Regions from separate parts of the Mus musculus genome. Here all the other regions are linked to region 2. A link is a contact called in public Hi-C, HiChIP or PLAC-seq and promoter capture Hi-C data. All regions are on one chromosome and are shown on one strand. Each heading gives the region's core, a stretch centred on a gene start, on an enhancer-like site or on the middle of the called end of the contact. The rest is flanking DNA. Distances are from core to core; before and after follow the strand shown.

Region 1 (2,700 bases), core at 86-2,585, 330 kb before region 2:
CTAGACAATTAAATCAAACTACATTACATTAAATGTTTTGATGACATTCCATTAGTTCATCAGCCTAAGATGAATAATGAAAGAGCCAAACGTTCTCCTTCAGTCTGATACTCTAAATGGATTAGATCTTTTGGTTTAAGTTCAGTTAAATTCAAGTATTCACCACTAATTGGATTAAGTCTATATCTTAAGAACAATCATTAAAGTCAAGTACTTCAGAAAAAAATAAATAAAGGCAATAATAGCTAAATATATAATTCTATATTTGGATTGCAAGAATCAAAGGAAAAACACCCCACTACACGCGCACACACACACGATTTTTTTTTCACAATGAATGACAGTTTTGATAATCAGAATACTTGGGGTAAGTCACCTTCCTTCCTTCTGCTCTTTAAGAAAACAAAAAGGCAAAGACAAACTAAGCAAGCCTGAGTAAAATCTCTAAGTAAAGCACAAACTCTGACTTGTCTGTAGTTTTAGTCTCACCAAAATGAGGCCGATTTCAGGAGCATGCCCAGCGCGCACATTCTAGACAAGACTGGTGTTCTGGTGTCAGGTTTGGAACTTGGAAAACTTTGCAAGAAGAAATATGATCTTTATGGGGAAAGTACCCGGAAGCAGGCGAAGGCAGCGTGATGAGGCACGTTCCCGGGAGTCCTCACTATCGGCATTCATGTGGTCCACAAGATGGGTCTTAAACCTTGCCTGACTATAAGATTTTCAAAATATAATTGGATAAAGCACTACAGAGAGAAACGAAGCAGCTGAAATCTTAAAAATGCATAAAATATTTTCAAATATGATAGGATCAACATGAGAAGTGCTCTATCGTAGCGTAACAGATGACTGCATACCCCCATGAAACCATGTCAGTTCTGATGGCCTGGGGAAGGGACGTGCTGGCAACTTAGAAAGGAAACCCTACACAGGCTCTGATGTTGGAAAAGACCGGAGCACAGCCAACGGAGCTGCTCGCAGACTGAAAAGCCGTTCTCAGTCCTTCAGCAAAATAAAATGGGTGGTGTACAAAGGCCACCGAATCACCAGCCATTTTCCTGCAGAGAATAATCCCCATGAACACTGACGAATTCAGAAAAGTTTCCCCACTCCACTTACAACTTTTGTTTAAACCTTTCAGTTTCCATCCATGCTTAAAAATATTGAAGGAAAGAAGAAATCCTGGGATGAAGACTAAATTTTATTTTCTCTTGTCTAAAGATTAAAGAAAAGAGGAAAGAACACTGAAACCATGAGTAACAACCGTGCCTAACAGAGCGGCGCAGGAGCTCATCGTGTCGGCCGGGACAAAGAGGAATGAAGATGGCTTATGGAAGCAAGGTGTCCGATGAAGCATGCCTTTAGTCGAGTTTCCCGTTCTGAAGGCTATCCTTGGCTTTCTCTTGTCTGATGAGGGAGATGACTTTGATGCATCCTTTCGTGATTTTGATCATCCACATGATATTCATCACGTCTAAAATAACACAAGTAACGATCCAGACAGACTGGATTACAAATCCGAACCTTATGTAGGGTTCTGTTCCGTACACGGAGTAAAGGAAGAAATACATCGGAGGTATCGAAATGATCCGCACGATGAAAAAGACCACCGTCATAAGAATTCCATTGATGACATTGGCTTTGGAAAACTTGGGGTACTTCAGGGCTTCAAAGAACCACCTGATGAGAGAAGCAAAGATAAGTCACACAGTCTGCAGCTTGGGGAATCTGCCCTCCTAGCACCTGCGCACATTGCTTGTTTACTAGTTAGGCACTGAGGAAGCCAGCGCCATCTTGTAATGGCGATTGTGCACAGCTTCCCACACCCTCCTCCTCTGTGCCTTAGGCTGAAGGAGGAACTCAAGGACCACATAACAACTTGTGTGGAGGGGTTGGGGACACGACTCTTTTAGATGGAGTGTTTTCTGTGCAACTTGAATGGGGACTTGGATTCTGATCCCCTGGTACTCAAGGTTTGTAACCCTAGTGCTGGGGGTTGGGGGGGGGGGGTGGAACGGAGAGCAGGCAGGTTGGGTGGGGGGGTGCGGGGCGCGCAGGGCGGGGTAGAGCGGAGAGCAGGCAGATCCTGGGAACGCACTGGGCCCGCTCATCTTGCTGAAATGGCAAACACTGCGCTCAGTGAGAAACGCTGTCTAAAAAGGTAAGTAAGGTGGAGAAGCAACTGATGAAAACATCCGGATGTCAACCATACACACACACACACACACACACACACACACACACACACACACGTGTGCGTGACCACACCCACACAGAATGATTTAAAGGGCCTTGGAGAGTCCACGCACTACAAAAGAACAGCTGGAGGAGTCATAATGCCTACTTCTGGGAAATCTCTGTAAAGCGACACAATGAAGACTCGGGGTATTAGAGAAACAAACCAGAGTCACAGAAGCGTTAGAGATAGATACATACAGATGTACTCAAGTGACTTCTGACCCTGACATTAATTAGGCAACTCAACAGAAAAAGAATGCCTCTGCCCCACTGTGAGAATATCCAGCAGAGAAATTAACTCAAAGTAGATTTAAAACCTATATGTAAAATACAAAAGTATAAAACTTCTAGAAAAAAAAAGAAAACATGAAAAGTTCGATGAAAGTTTTTGCTGTAACACTGAAGTGCAACAATGCAGGGGGCTGGCCATGACTGGTGAGCTGGCACTCTGGATTTCGCTAG
Region 2 (2,700 bases), core at 133-2,632:
TTACTATCAGGTAGATATTATAGGGCAACCTGAGTGAATCATTAACTATACAGCACACAGCATGACCCAACCCGGCATGGGTGACTTCATTAGCACAGCCTTTGAACAAAGTGAATGAAGCTCTAAGAATAAGTGTCAAGACTCAGCTCTGAGAGACTCCTCGGATGTCACGGCAGGGTCTGGTAGGGTCTACCATCGATCGTGTATACAAGTGTGCTATGAGAGGGGTTGCATCAAGTTAAACACAGTAGATCAAGGCCGTGCATGTATGTGTGTGTGTGTGTGTGTATAACTCTGTGTGTACACAGTTTTTAAAAAAGCAGTCTCTTTCTAGACCTTGACTTTTTCCTATGCTAGAAAACAGCAAATGTTGAGAAATACTTGACTGAGGGGTATGGATGATGTAAAAGGACTTCCACTCTGAGAGCTTACAAAGCCAAAGAAGAAAGGCACTGCTGCAAGCTGTGATTCTCCATATCCTAATGGAATTACCCAATAAATCTTGGTCTCCGGCAGGAAGGCAGTCTTCCCAGAGAGTTTAGGAGATTGTGAAATCCCAGAACAAGAATTTCTTAACTCATGGTCATTCTAAACCAATCACAGAAGTTTGTCCTTGCAGCATAAACTTTAAACCAGTAACGTCTAAGACACACTTGTATCTGGACACACACCCGGGATTTAGGCCTGCCAAGCAGCCATACTTACCAAACCAGTCCAAAAGAGAAAGAACAAGACTAGCCACGGTGTATCGGTGCATTTTCTATAAATTTGGGGTCGCCATTCTCTTTGCCTTGTTTTCTCTGCAGAAACCTTCCAGGAAAACGGAGAGTTGAGAAAAGCAAGAGAAACAGTTAGGTGAAATCAACCGAACCGAAACCTCTCCAAAGGCTGCTAAAGCAACTCAACTCTATCACTGGGGAAGATCAGCTCTCTGCAGGATGGATGTGAAACCCCCCCGGGGGCCAAGTTCTTACTAGAGGTAAGACACCCCTCACCCCCTAGTCCCTTGCGCCTTCCTGGCCTCAGCCCAACACTTGTGTCAGGTACTGGGTCCTCAGTGCCAGGTGTCTTTAAAGGAGCGGTGTCACTGAGAGAAAGTGGTTTATCTCCCAAAGGACAGAGGAGCCGGAAGCGTCCTGTCTGTGCAGGTAGGTGCCCGCAGAGGCCGCTTCTCTCAGGACTCAAGTTGTCGCTCTTACCAGGTACTCGGCGCCCAAGCACTGCATGGTACCCGGCATCTGGGATTGGCGGCGGCGGTGGTCGCCTTGCACACGGGACAGAGGTGCGGCGACCGGGCCAAGTGGCCCAGGAGGGGCGGCAGGGCGAGCAGGGCTCAGCGCCTCCTAGAGGTCCAGGGCGCTGGTCCCCTAGACACGCCCTTTCCGTGGTGGCTTTAGGCTGGGAGGACCTGCTGGGAGCGGGGGTGGCACCTGCGCAGCACCGGTTCCCAGGAAGTGCTCCTGACCACTGTGCGACGCCTGGGCCCGTTGCCAGCGCCTGGAGTTAGAAGTGAGGCCTCAGGGATCATTCCTGAGGGCGGGGAGCTTGCAGGGGTGTGTCACACACAGGTAAGTGGTGCTTTGTGTGTGCCGAATCCTGCCCTGAAAGGTTCACCAGTTCTCTTCCAGGCGCATCAAGTTGCAATCTGTTGTCATCCTTGAGCTAAGATCAGACAGCAATGGCGACACTCTGTCAAGGGGCTCAGTGTCTATCATTCCAGCTGCTATTTCTATAAGGCTGAATCTTCTCCAGCGTGAGTCCCAGGAACACAAAGCCCTCAGAGGACTGATTTAATATCTCTCTCTCTCTCTCTCTCTCTCTCTCTCTCTCTCTCTCTCTCTCTCTCCTGTCTCTCTCTCTCTCCTTTCTCTCTCTCTTCCTCCCTCCTTCCCTCTCCCTCTTCCTCTCCCCCTCCCTCCCTCCCTCCCTCCCTCCCTCCCTCTCTCTCTCTCTCTCTCTTTCTCTCTCTCTCTCTCTCTCTCTCTCTCTCCTGTCTTTCTCCTCTCTCCTCTCTCTCTCTCTGTCTGTCTATCAGTAGGTCTCTTTCTCTCCCTTTTGTGTGTGGGGTGCTCACTTCCCTCCTCTTTGCATCATCATCTGATTTTCCAGTGGGCACCCTTTGAAGCACATCCAGTGTGAATGTCCCTGGCAAGAACAGTTTTCTCTTCAACATTCAGGTGGGCACCAAAGCGCTGCTGAGGTGAGGAGTTTTAAAAAGGGCTGCGGAGGACTTTCCTTCTCGGTCCCCTTTCTCTGCCCCAACCCATCTACCTGCCCCTCCACACCGTCAGGCTGCTAGCCCACTAAGTGCAGAGGTCCCGTCATGTTTCAGAAGATATTATTTCGCTCTGGTCCTCTCCGACCTTTGGCTATTACAATCTTTCTGCTTCCTCTTTTGGGATGTTCTCAGAGACTTGTGTGAGTAATTCGGTGGAAGTTAGAGGCGAATAGCATCAGGATATATTGCATGTATGTATAGAAATAGTAAAAGATAGTACAAATATTATATTAAAAAATAACCAGGGAGTGGTTAGAGGGTAATGATCCTTAATGGATCTCTGCTGTGCGGGGAGGAATCCCTTCCAGGCTAATTATCTTCCTTCTCACTCTTAGCTCTCAGAACATTCCTGAATGCAGGCTTCTCAGAACGAGTAGCTGGATTTCCAGGGGGCCCTGAATTCATCCCCTAGAGTCCCCCCT
Region 3 (2,700 bases), core at 151-2,650, 440 kb after region 2:
ATTAGTTGGATGGGAGTGATCGGTGGTGGCTGGGAGCTCAGTGAGATAGACTCTTGTGTAGCCTTAGGCTGGCCTGGAACTCATTGGGTAGCTGAGACTGGCTTTGGAATCTTGATCCATCTGCCTCTATCTCCTAAATTGTAGGACTACAGAAATGTGCCACCAACTTCAACTCAGTTTTCTTTATTAAATGGAATGGCAGATGTATAAAAAGAGAATTGACATATTTTTAAATAACTTAATGGGGGTGTGAGCAGCTAAGAACCACTTGAAGCAGCCACTTCTTACCATTTCCCCCCAAATGTGTGTTTCTAACTGTAGTCGTACTCTCACCCCCTTTATTCTTGAGGATGCCTTTCCTCTTAGTAGCTTGCTTTAAAAGTTCAAACATCAGTTTCCATGCTAAAAGTCTTTGCTACTTTTTTTCCCCGAATGCAATTAAAAGTAGTCTGGTTTTGAGAGGTTCCTGAATATTTGGAGCGCAAATTTGGTATTTTGTGTTTGAGGGCAGAAGGGATATATTTGTATGAATCTTAAAAATCCACTGTAGAGCTAAAGTAACCAAGCAATTCCATATTTATCCTTTCAAGTTACACTAAGGGGGCTGTTTTTCTGGTAATAATTGGAAAATTTAAGTGTCTGTTTTTCAGAAATTTCTCCTGATTCAATGCCTCACTTGTTGGGCCTACAGTATTTCTGTCTTATTTTCTGGTCTCCTTGGGTCCTACTCTCTTCTTTCTTTGCTTGTTTCTCTCTTGGGGTTTGCTGCCCGTTCTTTCACCTCCCCTCACACTGCCCTGGATCCTTTTCCTCCCACAGGTGGCCATTTTTCTGTCTCTATACTGTTCCCACAGGCACCCTCCCCATGTTTTTCTCTAGCTTAGCTTTCTGTGTTGAATTCAAGAGTCCTTGTATTTCGAGGGACCTGCTGCTTTTTAAACCATTCCTTCATATATCCTGAGGTGAGTTTGAAAAGGCAGTTGACCAAACACGGGCCTTGGTGGAAAATTCTGCCCTTTATAAGGGGCTGAATGGTTGTCTGGTTTCGATGTAGTTAATTCTTTTGGAATTAGGGCTAGGTAGGCCTTGTTGCATGTTACCTGAGTGGAGCCTTCGTCTTCAGCTCGTATCATTTCGGGATTTGGTGACAGAAGATGAAAGTGGTCCAGGAAATACACCACCCAAGAATGCCTATTAGCAAATCCAGTTCTAAGGTGACTTTTCCTAAGCAATGTCTTCTGTGAGGAGACCCTGTCAGACCAGAAGCTGCTGACAGACTACCACACCCCGGGCTCCTCTACCTTCTCTGCGCTCTGTCCCCGCCCCTGCGAGTTTGAGCCAATGGGCTGAGCCCCAGGGGGTGGGCTGGGGCGGGGCAGAGGTGGGGCCAGGGCGGAGCACCTCTGCCCCAGCTGCCTCACAGCAGTGCTGGCTCGGCCCGGCATGGAGGATGGAGGCAGCAAGTTTGAGCCCTAGGCGGCACGAGCCGCCGCCGCCAGGCTGTGGGCGTTCATCTGAAGTCGGCACGGGGGATACAGGATGGAGCCCCACGGTGAGTGAGGGGCGGTGGTGCTCGTTTCCACCGAGGCTGCTGAGTTGGGGTTCCCCTGAGTTGCTATCGAGTCTGGGTCCGAATGTGCGGCTAGTTCTCGGTGCTCTTAGTCCTCGCTAAGCTTAGGAACTGGACTGTGAGTTAAGGACCTGCAGGGGTGAGCAGATGGTATTCTAAGTAAAGCTGCCAGTTAGCTCGTATTTACCTACCGAGTACTGAAACTTCCCAATTTGTAACTCCTTTAATTCTCAGGACAGCTCCATGACCCTTGAACTCATTTCTCAAACAGGGAAGCTGAGGTGAAAAATCTGCCCAAAGTAGTAATTGACAGTATCAAGGCTTAATCCTATGCGCCCTTGCCCCAGAATCCGTGCTTTTTGCTCTGGAGCAGTGTGCTCCCGCCAACCCCGCCAGCAATTCTCGCTCCAGATGGGGTGCTCAGTCCCAAAGTATTTTAGGAGTCCCATCGTGCATATTGTTGTCTTCTATGTTTTGTGTTTAGAGAATATTTTTGTTTGAGCACACTCTCAGTGTCTTGGTGTGTTCTCATTTTGTTTTGAATATGTTTGGAGGTTTGATGGTTTTAATTTTAAAACATTTATGGATGCATGTGCTCAAGACCTGGAATTTTGAAGGTAGAATTCTAGTGGCCGATGACAGTCTCTCCTTATCGGTTTTTCACCTTTGAGAGATAACACACCAAACAAATTTTTGGAGACAGGATTGTTACCTGTTAAGGCCTCTGTGACTATCTCTTGTTAGTTGAGTCTTTTGTCTGACACTATCGATGTTGGCTGGCCTTTTTCGTTTCTCTCCTTTCCTCTGTATGCATGAAGTCAGGCATAGGGAACGTGCGCTTTGGCATTGGGTGGTTTTGGCTGATCAGAGGCGAGCCCTCCTTGCCAGGAATGCTAGACATTCTGGAGGCGTGGGGGGCAGGGCAGCTTTTTCTCCCTCTTTTTCCTTTTCCTTTTTCTTTCTTTTTTAGTTATCCTGCTGGGTTCAGACTGCACAGGAATGAAATGTGTGTTGTATATCTTACTTTAGACGTTGTTAAGGATAAAGCTGTTCCCGACATGCTCCCGTTCTGTTTTTGTAGAGTGTTTTTTAAAAGTGTAGTTAAAGACCTTTACACTTGATTCCTGTGT
Region 4 (2,700 bases), core at 135-2,634, 260 kb after region 2:
CAGAGTTCAAATCCCAGCAACCACATGGTGGCTCACAACCATCCGTAACGAGATCTGACTCCCTCTTCTGGAGTGTCTGAAGACAGCTACAGTGTACTTACATATAATAAATAAATAAATCTTTAAAAAAAAAGAGCACTGACTGATCTTCCAGAGGTCCTAAATTCAAATCCCAGCAGCCATATGGTGGCTCACAGCCATCTGTAATGAGATCTGACGCCCTCTTCTGGTGTGTCTGAAGACAGCTAAAGTATACTCATAAACATAAAATAAATAAATAAATCTTTAAGAAAAAAAAATAAATAAAGAGCCGAGTTTAAGATAGCTGCAACAGTGATTATAGAATCACATCTAAGGGAACTGCGACAGACGCACAGTGGTCACGGGGCCACACTTCCTGTCACTGCAGACAACCATTAAGATGGACAGCTGGATTTATAGCACACACTTGAGCAGCTCTCCGTATTCAGATTCCAAGAAGACAGAATTACCTAACAGGAGAAAGAGAGAGGAGGTGTGCTCTCTGAGAGAAGAGTGTAAGTACTCAAGGGAAAAGCGCAGCCGAAGCTCTGAGAAGCGCAGAGTGAGAAGTGACCAAGTAGCTACTGCTTAGTTTATCTTCTGCAGTGACAGGGTTGAACCAAAGGCTTCATGCACCACCACCACTGCCATGCCCCAGACTCTTCTTAATAAATAGAAACTTTAAAAAAAAATCTTAAACGTGACTTTCCCTAATTTTAAGAAATGTCTGCTGGGCAGTGGTAGCTCACACCTTTAATCCCAGCACTCTGGAGGTAGAGGCAGGTGGATCTCTTGAATTTTAGGCCAGCGTAGTCTACAGAGAGTTCCAGGACAGCTGGGGCTACACAGAGAAGCCCTGTCTAGAAAAAAACAAAAAGGGAGGGAGGGAGGGAGGGAGGGAGGGAGGGAGGGAGGGAGGAAAGAAAGGGAGAGAGGGAGGGAGGGAGGGAGGGAGGGAGGGAGGGAGGGAGGGAGGGAGGGAGGGAGAAGGAGGGAGGGAGGGAGAAGGAGAGAGAGAGAGAGAGAGAGAGAGAGAGAGAGTCAGCCAGCCTGCCTGCCTGCCTTCTGGGTTACTAGATTTATCACTTAATGTTTTCAATATACAACAATCTGCAGATTCTAACTCATAAATTCCTAAGCTCCTTACTATATTCAATCCATTTCTAATAAGAGGAACACAGACAAAAGTAAATGAAGAAGTAATTACAGATCGACTAGCCAGAGTCATGAGAAAAAGAGTAATTTGGGCAGTGAGACACAGAAAGATCTCCACACTGAAATGTGACAAAGTAGAGGGATTAAAGCACAAAGAACAGCAAGTCTGAGTGCACACACCCAGTGCTGAGGACAATGGAGTGCACACTTAGCATCAAGACCTGAGAAAGAAAACGAATGACAAAAGGCAGAGGTGCCTACAAAGCACTGGGCTAAAGGACTAGAGAGGTCATGAATCTGTTGTCAGGACAGAGTTTGAGATAAGATAGTGGCTCCTCCCTTAGAGATTTATTTTCAAATAAATCTACAACCTTCTACAAAGATAAGGAGAAAGTGGCATCTATAGCTTTTGGTGGGAATATCTCCTTTACTATCCTTAGACTGGGAGAGTAGAAAAGAGAAACCCAAAAACTACAAGCTACCCCAGAACACATCCTTCCCAGCCCTTTCCAGACCCCTAGTCAACCATGGGGTGAAAAAGAGAACCATCTCCCTCAAGTTGTCCCAACTCCGTCCCTCTCTTAAAATATTACTAGTAGGTCAGGCATGGTGGTGCCTGCCTCTAAACCCACACCCAGGAGGCAGAGGTAGACAGACCTCTGTGAGTTCAATGCCAGCCAGGCCAGCCAAGGCTACAAAGTGAAACCTTGTCTCAAATAAAAAACAAGGGGTGGGGGGAGTGGCCTTAATGGAGAAATAAATTTTGCTACAATTTGATAGTCAGAGTGGACAAAGAGACAGACAGACAGACCAAGATAGAGAGAAGCGGGTGGGGCTTAAAGGATGTAACAGGGTAATAATCACTTTGATGCTTATTAGTCAATTCTAGAAATAATTTTAAGGAAGAAAAGGAAAGCAAATTAAACTTTATATAATAGCCTATATAGTAATACATACTAGGTATAAGAATTACATTCAAAACCATACTAATAGTACAGATATTAAAGCCAATAAACTGACACAGGGATAAATGCCATTTATTTGAAAAGAATGTCAACTTAGTTACTGCATAACCCCAAATTCCATCCTGTTATAGACCACAGCTGCACTACTCATAAGCTTCATGTTTATGTTAATGTAAAAATCCCTTACCTGGTGATATAACCCACACAACACAATACTACTCAGCATAAAATAGTATAGTAACAATATGAAGAAACCTGAAAACATCATGTTAAGTGAAAGGCCTGCAGGACCACACGTACTGAATGATCGCATTAACATTAAATGCCCCAGAGCAGGCAAATCAATAGACAAACAGTAAATGAGCAGTTGCCAGGGGTAACAAGGAGTGAATGCTACTAGGCATGAGCTTGGGGGGGGGGGGTGGTGTGAATTTAAAAATAATTCTTTTTAAGTTGTTGTTCCTTTTATTGTTGATCTTTTCTGTCTGGCTTTAAGGGGAACATCATTCCTTAATTCTGACTGAAACACACAAGCTGAACCCAGGTCATCATCTCAGCC
Region 5 (2,700 bases), core at 40-2,539, 280 kb after region 2:
TTTTGTAAAGCTGATTTAGGAAGAGAAGGGCCAATGCTGCAGCCAATGAGCAAGTCAAAGTAGATAAGACAGAAAATACTTCATGAAAGGATACATGGAGCTCTCTGCTAGTATTTTAGGCCAAATTCTAATAATAAGATAGTCCGAGCAAACCAAAAGCAGGAGACAATAAATAGTACCTACCCAGAGGGTTGATGAAATAAAATGCATGAAAGCATTATTCTAAGATTGGACACTAAATATCCAAACACTAGTAAGAATGCTTAGTTAGGAAGTAACCTTTTCTTTGTCGCTCGCTGAAATCAAATGGGCGACAAGAAGTTAAAATTGTGCCTGTAATCCCACCCCCAGAACTCAATTCTCCCTTCTTTCCTAATCTCCCAAAAGTTCAAAGTAAACTTTAACATTCTCTCCAGGCAGGTAGCTGTATGGTGTAATTAACAAGTGATCTTCACCTAAAACACACTTTCACCTTTCACCTATAAAGTCGACGGAGGAAACTTTGTCCTCCACACACCGCTGAGCCAATTCAACCTTTCCAAATGAGGGCATTCACTGACCAATTCCGGAAAAAGAGGGCACCGCTTTAGAAGAAAATCGTGCCCACTGGACCCAGAAAACCCCAGGAACGCCCCTGGCTACTATCCACCGCCACTACTCCGGAGTCGAGCTGGCGAGTAAAATGCCCATCCCGAACGAACGCAAACCTTAGCGTTCAGTGGCGATGAGATGGCAAAACCAGAATGCACCCATAAAGTTGACATGCACGGGGAGATGGTGAGGGGGCGCGGGGGCGCAGGGACGCGGCGTGTCCTCCTCCCTCCCGTGGTGTTGAGATTGCGCGGCGGCCGCCAGGCTGAGGGCCGCAGGGCTCCGGGACCGCTGGCCCGGTTCCGCGGGCACCCGCGCAGCTCGGGACCTGGGAGAGAAGGGCAAGGCGCGCGCCCGGAGCTCCCCGCTCGGGCCCGGGGAAGGCGGCGCGGCCGCGAGCCTCACCCGTGCAGGCCGAGGGCGCGACGCCGCTTATGGAGTAGGCAGAGCAGCAGGAACGCGGCCCCCGCCAGCGAGGTGTTCCGTGCCGTCAAGTACTTGCTGAAGGCCGCCATGGCACCGGCAGGGCGAGCGAGCCGCGGGATAGGGGACGCGCCGGCGACAACCTCAGTGCAGGAACCGCGGGGGAAACTGGGAGGATAGCTCGGCGCCGAGAGAGGGCGGGGCCGGCCGCGCGGGAACGCCCCCTGGCGCGCGCCGCCGCGCCGAGCCCACCGTGGACTTTGGCTTCCCGGGCGCGCGCGCGGGCGCGGGGCGATCGAAAGGGTCGTTCCCCGGGGGGACGCTCTGCGCACGCGCGGACCCCCGCGGACTCGGCCGGAAACGCGGCGGGCAGACAACGCTAGTCCTCCGCGCCGGTCTCCAGCAGCCCACGCTTCGGCCTTGCGATCTCTGCTTGCACACACCCTAGCTTTCTTTCACAAGAACTGGAAGAGCGGGCCGGGCCTGCGCCACGGACTCCGTGGGCCCTGCCCCTCCGCCACCCCCTGGATGGGTCGGTACCACCCTCTTAAAGAAGCCGGGGGAGGAGGGGAACGGCCCCATCACTAAAAAGGTCAATATTTGCAACTTAAGGAGTGAAGGGAGACCTGGAAAAGAAAGACTACAATCAGATAATCTTATTTCAAGTCGCCGTGGATTAGGTCTCTAGTTCTGTAAAATCGGTTTGGGAGGACGGGTCCACCACTCTGTTAATTTTTTTATAAAAATAATGTAGTGGGAAAAAGCTCAGAGTGCGTGACAAAAAGGAGTTTTAAGAAACAATTACTCTTTTTTGGTAGATATGTACAAGGATGGCGATAAAAAAATGTATTTCTTTATGTTAGGTCTGGTCAAAGAAAGTTTGAGAAACTCTGTTCTTTGCAAAGGGACATTCAGAAATAACAATCGTGCGTTGTATTAATGCTGGCCTTACTCCCAGAAGCAGACGAACTTTACAGATTACAGCATTCTTCTCCTGTCCCACCCCTATCATGCAGAAAGTGTTATCCCTAGCGTTTAGTCTAGCGCATGCACAATAACTTAATGAATGGCTGTTTTCAGTTTAAGAAACTGTCGAGAAGCAAGTGTCAGAAAGGAAGCTTCTAAAACCTCACAAAATATATAAATGTTGCCTACGCATAAAAGGAACCAATGAAACAGTGATGCCTAGGTGTTTTCTCTGTGTGAATGGTTAAATGGTTATGAGAATGGCAAAGACCACACACCGTGGTGTGTGCTGTGTGCAGGTGCTCAACAATCGTCAAAAGTCTAAGTTACGCAGAAGTAGAGCCTGTACCAAATCCTCCATATGCCGTTTGTGTGTTTTCCCATTACCCTGGGAATCACTTAGGTAATTAGGTATGCCTGGCACAGAGAATACAAGTATGAACAATCAATCCCTTATTCTCCAGAGGCTGGTGCAGAAGAAAAACATGAAGAAAAATATGGATGAGTTTAAGTGTCAGCTTAGAGAAGTGAACTAAGTGCTATGAGAATACCAATAAGAGAATTTAGAATTTTCCTAGAACTTTTCCTTAACACTTGACAAATAGGATGACGTCAAAGCTACACCCTAAGGCCAAAGGAGTCTGCTAGCAGGTGGGAGGACTTGGGTAGGCATTGTTTCACTAGTGAGTTGCAGCGCAGTATAAAAGCATTGGAAACTTG

What was found. Promoter capture Hi-C pulls out the DNA fragments that hold promoters and counts their contacts. A called contact is a pair of places that touch in the nucleus more often than the background predicts. HiChIP or PLAC-seq counts read pairs in DNA pulled down with a chosen protein or histone mark.
Region 1: an H3K27ac HiChIP or PLAC-seq map of embryonic stem cells shows a contact between it and region 2, with 4 times the contacts expected there. The contact joins the enhancer-like site here to the promoter of Slc44a3 in region 2. A contact is called at or near these places in 3 of 39 promoter capture datasets (liver and pre-B cells), 1 of 115 datasets of contacts at active chromatin or transcription factors (embryonic stem cells) and 2 of 9 other capture datasets (embryonic stem cells and liver).
Region 3: a contact with region 2 is called in a Hi-C map of nephron progenitors, with 4 times the contacts expected there. The contact joins the promoter of Arhgap29 here to the promoter of Slc44a3 in region 2. A contact is called at or near these places in 10 of 39 promoter capture datasets (the 3T3-L1 cell line, the HPC-7 cell line, HPC-7-derived erythroid cells and 5 more), 1 of 15 datasets of contacts at CTCF or cohesin (embryonic stem cells), 32 of 484 Hi-C or Micro-C datasets (the C2C12 cell line, the HL-1 cell line, the HPC-7 cell line and 13 more), 3 of 115 datasets of contacts at active chromatin or transcription factors (embryonic stem cells and stem cell-derived neural progenitor cells) and 1 of 9 other capture datasets (embryonic stem cells).
Region 4: an H3K4me3 HiChIP or PLAC-seq map of embryonic stem cells shows a contact between it and region 2, with 24 read pairs. The contact joins the enhancer-like site here to the promoter of Slc44a3 in region 2. A contact is called at or near these places in 24 of 39 promoter capture datasets (the 3T3-L1 cell line, 3T3-L1-derived adipocytes, the C10 cell line and 14 more), 2 of 15 datasets of contacts at CTCF or cohesin (the NIH/3T3 cell line and embryonic stem cells), 3 of 484 Hi-C or Micro-C datasets (bone marrow-derived macrophages, embryonic fibroblasts and embryonic stem cells), 18 of 115 datasets of contacts at active chromatin or transcription factors (acute myeloid leukemia, bone marrow-derived dendritic cells, bone marrow-derived macrophages and 8 more) and 3 of 9 other capture datasets (adipose tissue, liver and pancreatic islet).
Region 5: a promoter capture Hi-C map of the SN4741 cell line shows a contact between it and region 2, with 4 times the contacts expected there. The contact joins the promoter of Abcd3 here to the promoter of Slc44a3 in region 2. A contact is called at or near these places in 25 of 39 promoter capture datasets (the 3T3-L1 cell line, 3T3-L1-derived adipocytes, the C10 cell line and 15 more), 1 of 15 datasets of contacts at CTCF or cohesin (the NIH/3T3 cell line), 4 of 484 Hi-C or Micro-C datasets (CD4 T cells, bone marrow-derived macrophages, nephron progenitors and 1 more), 24 of 115 datasets of contacts at active chromatin or transcription factors (DN3 thymocytes, acute myeloid leukemia, bone marrow-derived dendritic cells and 15 more) and 4 of 9 other capture datasets (adipose tissue, liver, macrophages and 1 more).

Annotation. Positions count from the first base shown.
Region 1 is chr3:121,205,791-121,208,490 of GRCm38.p6, forward strand. It overlaps Tlcd4 (TLC domain containing 4), which reads right to left. Exons shown (of 8, transcript NM_001355678.2): 8 at 1-1,680. The coding sequence ends at 1,362. Among named protein-coding and RNA genes, the nearest start is that of Rwdd3, 35 kb to the left of the region's middle. Within about 2 kb of position 1,336, at least 18 of the 459 cell types and tissues checked have an H3K27ac peak or open chromatin away from gene starts, as enhancers often do. A contact at or near this core is called in embryonic stem cells, where this site is marked.
Region 2 is chr3:121,530,962-121,533,661 of GRCm38.p6, forward strand. Slc44a3 (solute carrier family 44, member 3) reads right to left here and starts at 1,383. Exons shown (of 15, transcript NM_145394.3): 1 at 1,200-1,383; 2 at 706-810. The coding sequence starts at 1,238. It overlaps Gm38684 (a long non-coding RNA gene), which reads left to right and starts at 616. Exons shown (of 2, transcript XR_376017.4): 1 at 616-979; 2 at 1,116-1,503. It overlaps A530020G20Rik (a long non-coding RNA gene), which reads left to right and starts at 1,983. Exons shown (of 2, transcript XR_867597.1): 1 at 1,983-2,177; 2 at 2,614-2,700.
Region 3 is chr3:121,966,406-121,969,105 of GRCm38.p6, forward strand. It overlaps Arhgap29 (Rho GTPase activating protein 29), which reads left to right and starts at 1,401. Exons shown (of 23, transcript NM_001356524.1): 1 at 1,401-1,552.
Region 4 is chr3:121,793,032-121,795,731 of GRCm38.p6, forward strand. The region is part of intron 2 of Abcd3 (ATP-binding cassette, sub-family D (ALD), member 3); the gene reads right to left. Among named protein-coding and RNA genes, the nearest start is that of Abcd3, 21 kb to the right of the region's middle. Within about 2 kb of position 1,385, at least 14 of the 459 cell types and tissues checked have an H3K27ac peak or open chromatin away from gene starts, as enhancers often do. A contact at or near this core is called in embryonic stem cells, epiblast stem cells and extraembryonic endoderm stem cells, where this site is marked.
Region 5 is chr3:121,814,013-121,816,712 of GRCm38.p6, forward strand. Abcd3 (ATP-binding cassette, sub-family D (ALD), member 3) reads right to left here and starts at 1,290. Exons shown (of 23, transcript NM_008991.3): 1 at 997-1,290. The coding sequence starts at 1,106.